Regions from separate parts of the Zea mays genome. Here region 2 is linked to region 1. A link is a contact called in public Hi-C data. All regions are on one chromosome and are shown on one strand. The core of a region is the stretch at or near the end of the contact, and the rest is flanking DNA. Distances in the headings are between cores, read along the strand shown. Region 1 holds the start of LOC100284627 (PP2A regulatory subunit TAP46). Region 2 holds the start of LOC103647117 (cytochrome c-type biogenesis ccda-like chloroplastic protein 2).

Evidence for each region. A called contact is a pair of places that touch in the nucleus more often than the background predicts.
Region 2: a Hi-C map of ear shows a contact between it and region 1, with 1.9 times the contacts expected there. The contact joins the promoter of LOC103647117 here to the promoter of LOC100284627 in region 1. A contact is called at or near these places in 4 of 25 Hi-C or Micro-C datasets (ear, endosperm, leaf and 1 more).

The regions. Positions count from the first base shown.
Region 1 is chr2:151,395,430-151,398,248 of Zm-B73-REFERENCE-NAM-5.0, forward strand. LOC100284627 (PP2A regulatory subunit TAP46) reads right to left here and starts at 1,479. Exons shown (of 9, transcript NM_001157522.3): 1 at 1,133-1,479; 2 at 893-1,015; 3 at 554-640; 4 at 333-437; 5 at 1-133. The coding sequence starts at 1,285.
Region 2 is chr2:151,624,587-151,627,745 of Zm-B73-REFERENCE-NAM-5.0, forward strand. LOC103647117 (cytochrome c-type biogenesis ccda-like chloroplastic protein 2) reads left to right here and starts at 1,334. Exons shown (of 13, transcript XM_035965363.1): 1 at 1,334-1,686; 2 at 1,773-1,870; 3 at 2,059-2,145; 4 at 2,258-2,319; 5 at 2,689-2,816; 6 at 2,937-3,022; 7 at 3,122-3,153. The coding sequence starts at 1,454.

The sequences.
Region 1 (2,819 bases), core at 229-2,728:
GGTCATCTTCCTCTCCAGCTTCAATTGGGGCAGACAAAGCAGCTGCTCTCAATGAGCGTCCACGCCTTTCTTTTCTCTCTCTGATCTCTTGGAGCTTCGTTTCTGCAGCCTTTTGACGTTTGAACCGGGCAACCTTGAAAAATAAACAATAAATAGTGAACTACAGAAAACCGACCCACCTTAAACATCTTACAAGTAAAATCAGCTTGTGCGTCATAGATTCAGCACAACAAGAGAACCATGTCCCATATTACTGTGTTCCAATTACAGAGTAGAAACTGACTGACTGATTAATACCTTGAGAGATTAAATGGGAAGTAATTCAGTCTCACCTTCTGCGCTCTTCTGTTTGTCATAGTATCTGGCTGCTTCTGCCTAGACAATTCTAGCTCATCCTCTGGGATAAGCTCTAGTACTTCACATAGAGCAATGAACTCCTGTGGGGTGAAAAAGGAGGTAACGTGATGACAGAGTACCATGCTAGAGACCCCTCGTTATGAACGAATTAAAAAGCTACACCTAGTGAAACAATGTGACAGGGCAAATTGATAACCTTCAGATGGTCCTGTGACGTCTTAAGAACCGGGATCCGATCCTCCTGTGCTATCTTTTCGGTCATTTCTGCAAGGTAATATGGGACCTACAAATGCAAACAAATATCAGAGGTGTACAGAAGAAAATCAAACATGTGAACCACTGGAACAAGTCTTAAGTTTTCTAGCACTGTTGTGATTTGCAATTGTACTCGCAACTGAATAAAAGTGACCAGGCGTGATTTCCAATTGTCCTGACAACTGAATAAAACTGACCAGGCGTCTAGTACCATCACGACCTGTTTCACGGACTAGTACGGAGAGCAGAGCAGATTGAAGGGGGAGGGGGACGGACATACCAGTAGGTACTTGAGGTTTGCTGTGGAGACGTCCTCCTTGGTCTCGTTGGGGGAGAAGAGGCCGAGCTTGCTGACCATGTCGTCGCAGCGCCGCAGCAGGTCAACCCCCGTGCGGATCCCATCCTGCGCGGCGGAAAAAAAAACCAAGCGCGTAAGCACCGCTCACCCGATCTCAATCTCTGGGTGAGCGGAAGAAGGGCGAGACGACCCCAGTTCCCAGAAGAGAGAGGAGGGAGGCACCTGGTCGAGAGCGGAGCTGGAGGCCAGGGCGTGGAGCCGCGACGCCCTATCGAAGAGGGCCGGGAGGGGGAGGTCGGCGGCGTCGTCCTCCGGCTCCGCGTGGAGGCGCATCTGCGATTGCAACTTGTTCCCGGTCTCCTCCACATCCACCATTCCGACCGGTCGGACGGTTGCCTCGCGGAACCGGAAGCGAGCGAGAGGTCTGCGGCAAAACCCTAGTGGAGCGGGGCAGAGGAGAGGGTCGCGGGAAGGAGAGAGCTCGGGAAGCGTCGTCGCCGGGAGGACGCTGGACGCCTCGGAAGATTTATTAAAAAAATTAATGAAGCTTTGTTAGTTGTTACACTGCGGGTACTGTTCCTTTAAAAAATGTAGAGAACACTCTGGAACGCACGAATTGCAACGTACTCGCATTGCTACATATATGAGGCTAGTTTAGGCTAGGTCTCGATGAAATACTCGTGGCTCGCTAGCTTGCTCGGTTCATGGTTAGCTCGGCTTGGATCGGCTCGTTTGAATTTTTTCACGAGCTGACCTGACATTCTAGCTCGGATCGTTAACGAGCCAGCTCGGTTCGTTAACGAGCCAGCTCGCGAGCTAAACGAGCTACCATATTCTAGCAAAACGAAACTATATGCATATCATTTATAGAATAATTGATGAACATGTGTCACACCCGTTTCCAAAGGGGCAGAGCCGGGTGCATACTATATGTGTGCCAGGATCTATTTCCGCACATATGTTGACGTCACAAGTGTAATATATCAAAAGAACAATGCATAAAAGCGTAAATAAAGATTATATTAACATATTACACTTCGAACAGACATAATGTCTTAACCTTTATTCATCAAAGTACAGCGAAACATGGACATCCATCCACAGGAAGATGACCGGGGGTATCACTAGACTAGCATCCATGGAGCTTAGCATCATAACTTCATCTGCAAACTTCTGATCAAAATTAAGCAAGGGTGAGCTCACTTATGGTCGGGGCTCAGCAAGTGGGGGAAAAACTAATGCAAGGTAACAAGATGAGGCTAAGGTTGAGCAGTAAGCATTTTAGTTGGTCAACATTTTATTAATAACACATGTCTTACTAATAAGTGTGAATCCCAAGAATTCCCATTAAACAAAGGTATAAGAGTATATAAAAAACACTTAAGTGAAACCACTTAAGCAAAACCATTGGCAGGTCATCGGATCTCGATTTATTTCCATCTTCAAGTTCAATTATCATGTGAGGAGTCGAGGCTGCTCATAACCGTGAGCACGGCTGATATATCGGTTTACACTCTGCAGAGGTGGTACAACTTTACCCACAAGCCGTGTGTCGGGGACCATAATTAGGGGTACCCTCAAGACTCCTAAATCTCAGCTGGTAACCCCATCAGCACAAAGCTGCAAAGGCCTGATGGGTGCGACTAAGTCAGGGATCGGTCCATTCGAGGGACGCGATCACGCCTCGCCCGAGCCCAGCCTTGGGCAAGGGCAGCCGACCCCGGAGGATCTACGTCTCGCCCGAGGACCCCCTCCAGCAACGGACACACCTTCGGCTCGCCCGAGGCCCAGTCTTCACCAAGAAGCAACCTTGGCCAAGTCGCCACGCCAACCGACCAAATCGCAGGGGCATTTAATGCAAAGGTGGCCTGACACCTTTATCCTGACGCGCGCCCTCCAGTTGACAGAG
Region 2 (3,159 bases), core at 84-2,583, 230 kb after region 1:
AAATTACATTTGTACCTTCGGCTTGACAAATGGTACGAGCTCAAGAGTGACGTGCGAACGAATACAAGACAGCGCGAACAGTACAGTGTTACTGTTCATCTATTTATAGGCACATGACGCAGTCTGTGTAAAATTACATCCATGCCCTTGATATTTACTATTGACTTAAGGACAATCTATCGAGGACTAGATGGCATTTTCCTCTTTAAGTCGGTTTCATTTTCCAAAGTTAAGTCGAAGCTTCTCCACGCATAGCTTCGGAACTGGTTCATCCTTCTTTCGGACCACGCTTTTCATATCATATACAACTTCATCCCAAGGCCGAAGGTCCCTGTGAATGTATTATACTTGGAAAATATGTTAGTCGTGTTTTTGAGGACATTCGGAAGACGAAGGGCCCCAACAGGTTCAATTGTTGATCTTTAATCGGTTGTATTCCTCTGTATTTATAAAGGAGGGGGGCTGGACCCGTTACAAACAAATCTCATGAGTTAATTCCGCGAATCTAGCCAACAATCATAGCAAGAAACTCGGAACCCTAATTGGCTCCGCGCGCGCGGACCGTCCGGACCACCAGTGCGGACCGTCCGTCCGACTAATATGGCGCCCAACAACTACATCACTCAAGGTCTTGTGTTGTGTGACTGTAGGTTCAGTGTGTCACTCAAGGTCTTTTGTTGTGGCTGGTTTTCAGCTATATCATGGTATATCACTGATGGTCTTGGTAAAGGTGATGTTTCAGTTAGGATCAGTTAGAGAATTTTATTTTTTTCAAGGGATTTTTATTTTTCAAAGGAAAATTAGTTTATTTTTCCTTAGAAAATAGAAATTCTTCAAAAAAATGAAGTTTTCAAACTAGCCCTTAACTTTGGTTTTCAGTTAGTTTTAGTTCGAGTTAATGTACAACAACTATTCAATTTAGTGTCGTCCTTCAGTTTGTTTCCTGCTTCAATTGTTTCCTGTTTAAGCTGCAAAGTGGGAGGGGCGCGGGAGGCAATGGTAAAGATCAATGAGAGATAACTAACAACAATTGTGTCATTTTCAAAAGAACGAGGGCCACAAGAGCACGGCCATCTAGCGTGTATAGCACATGGTTTCAGTTTTAATAATTATTATGGACAAGTTTTAGCGTTCTGGTGTGGGTTACAGTTTTTGGGGATTTTTTTTCTAACAGCCCTAATAAGATATTTTGGCTCTTTGAGGAACAATTTTTAACTAAACTTTTGAAGTTGATCTTTTCTAGTTAACGATTAACTCTAGTGGTTCCAAACAGCGTTATAATCTAACTTTTTTTTTAACTAACGCCAGGCTGGCCAACGGTTGCCAACGGCGACACATCGGACACGTCCTCGCGGTAGTGGCGCGGCACTCGTTCTGCGGTCAGAGTCAGAGTGGCCTAGGCGCTAGCCGATAAGCCCCGCCCACCGCGCGCGCGCCGCGGCACCATACCGGGATGGGCGCCATGGGCATCGTCGTCAGAGCATGCGCGCCTCCCGCTCCCGCCGCCGCGGCCGCGCCGGCACCCTCCGGCTCCAGGGACGCCGGTCAGGCCCAGCGGAGGAGCAAGCCCTCGAGGACCGGCCGTGTGCGCGTGCTCGGCGGCACTGGCCGTGTCGGAGGATCCACGGCCACCGCACTCTCCAAACTCTGCCCCAAGCTCGGCATCCTCGTCGGTGGCAGGAACCGGTAGGACCGGCAGGAGAGTAGCCTTTTTTCTTCAGGCTGAACCGATGCTACTTACTGACAGGCGCTGGCCGATTTTGCTTTGACAGGGAGAAAGGCGAGTCCATTGCAGCCAAGCTTGGGGGCCAGCCTGAGTTCGTCCAGGTCGACACCCGCAACGCAGGCATGTTGGAGGAAGCGCTGCAGGGTCAGTATCATACTAGCAGTCATGGTAATGCAATTCAAACATCACGCGTATTATGCTGTGACTAGTTCGGATCCGTCTTCCTCCCCTGGTACGCGCGCATCTGTCGCGCTCGTCCGCCCGCCTCGCAGTTTAACTGATTCCACCTGCCCCTGCTTGCTGATTTTTCATGTTTCTGTTTTACCATGTAGTGGTAGCTGTTCGCGGAGTTGCCAAACCGGAGGCAGCTGCGACGCCGGCGAGGCGCTCGCGCCCCATCCCTCTGGCTTCCGTGGCCGGTAGCTCCGATCTTCTCCCGTGTTCTTGAAATGTTTGCTGGCGCGTGTTGTCTGTTCGACGGAATGCCTGTGAGCTGTGACTGACATGAGTGTGCTGTCCGGTGGATTGCAGTGTGGAGTCTGGTTGCCACTGGCGCCGCAAATGCTGCCGAGCTATGGGACCCCTTGGCCCTGGTGAGGAAAATATCATGTGCTTTCCTCACACAAACAAAAAAATGTGCTTGCTTTCAAAATTAGTCCCCTTTCGCTTTTCAGCATGCCTTATGGAGCGGCGTTACCCATGTTTTTTTATAAAGACCATGCCTAGTTGATGTGTCAGGTTGTGTTTACAGCGTGGGTAATTCTGCCAATTAGAGCTATCCATATTCTGCCAATTATAGTAACGAGCAAACACGTACACATGTAATGCAGCCAACTCGTACTTCTTGTTTCTTTCTTGCTTCTATTTGCAGAAATATGAATAATGTAAGAATATCTTAGACCGTTGCTACAATTATTAATTGATTTCTCGTTAATTCCTTCAAACGGCTCGTTTCTTATCAGCACGGATCATCAGGACTCGTCTTGGCTGACCTTGGTATTGGAGATTGGTTTGGGGGTTTGCTGTTTTCAGCTGGGCAGCAGGCTAATGAGGCTGTCCAAGATCAGTTGTCTGCTCTTAGTTTCTCTAGGTCTGTTTTCTTTTGGCTTCTTGTACGCAGTTCTATCACCTAAGTTTTATTTTTCTATGTTACTGGACATATTTTCTTTATTTTATGTCTTATTACTAATCTTTACCTTTGGTTCTCCAGCCTAGCAGTTATTTTTGGTGCTGGACTTGTAACTAGTTTATCTCCTTGTACACTAAGTGTTCTACCACTAACTCTAGGATATATAGGTAACTATATTGTTTTGTTTGAGATGATTGTTGGCAAAAATGCCCAGAATTGATCATCATTAATTACTCTGATTCAGTGCTTTCTTCATAAACATTTAGGTGCATTTGGCTCAGGGAAAGGCCGATCCGAGGTAATT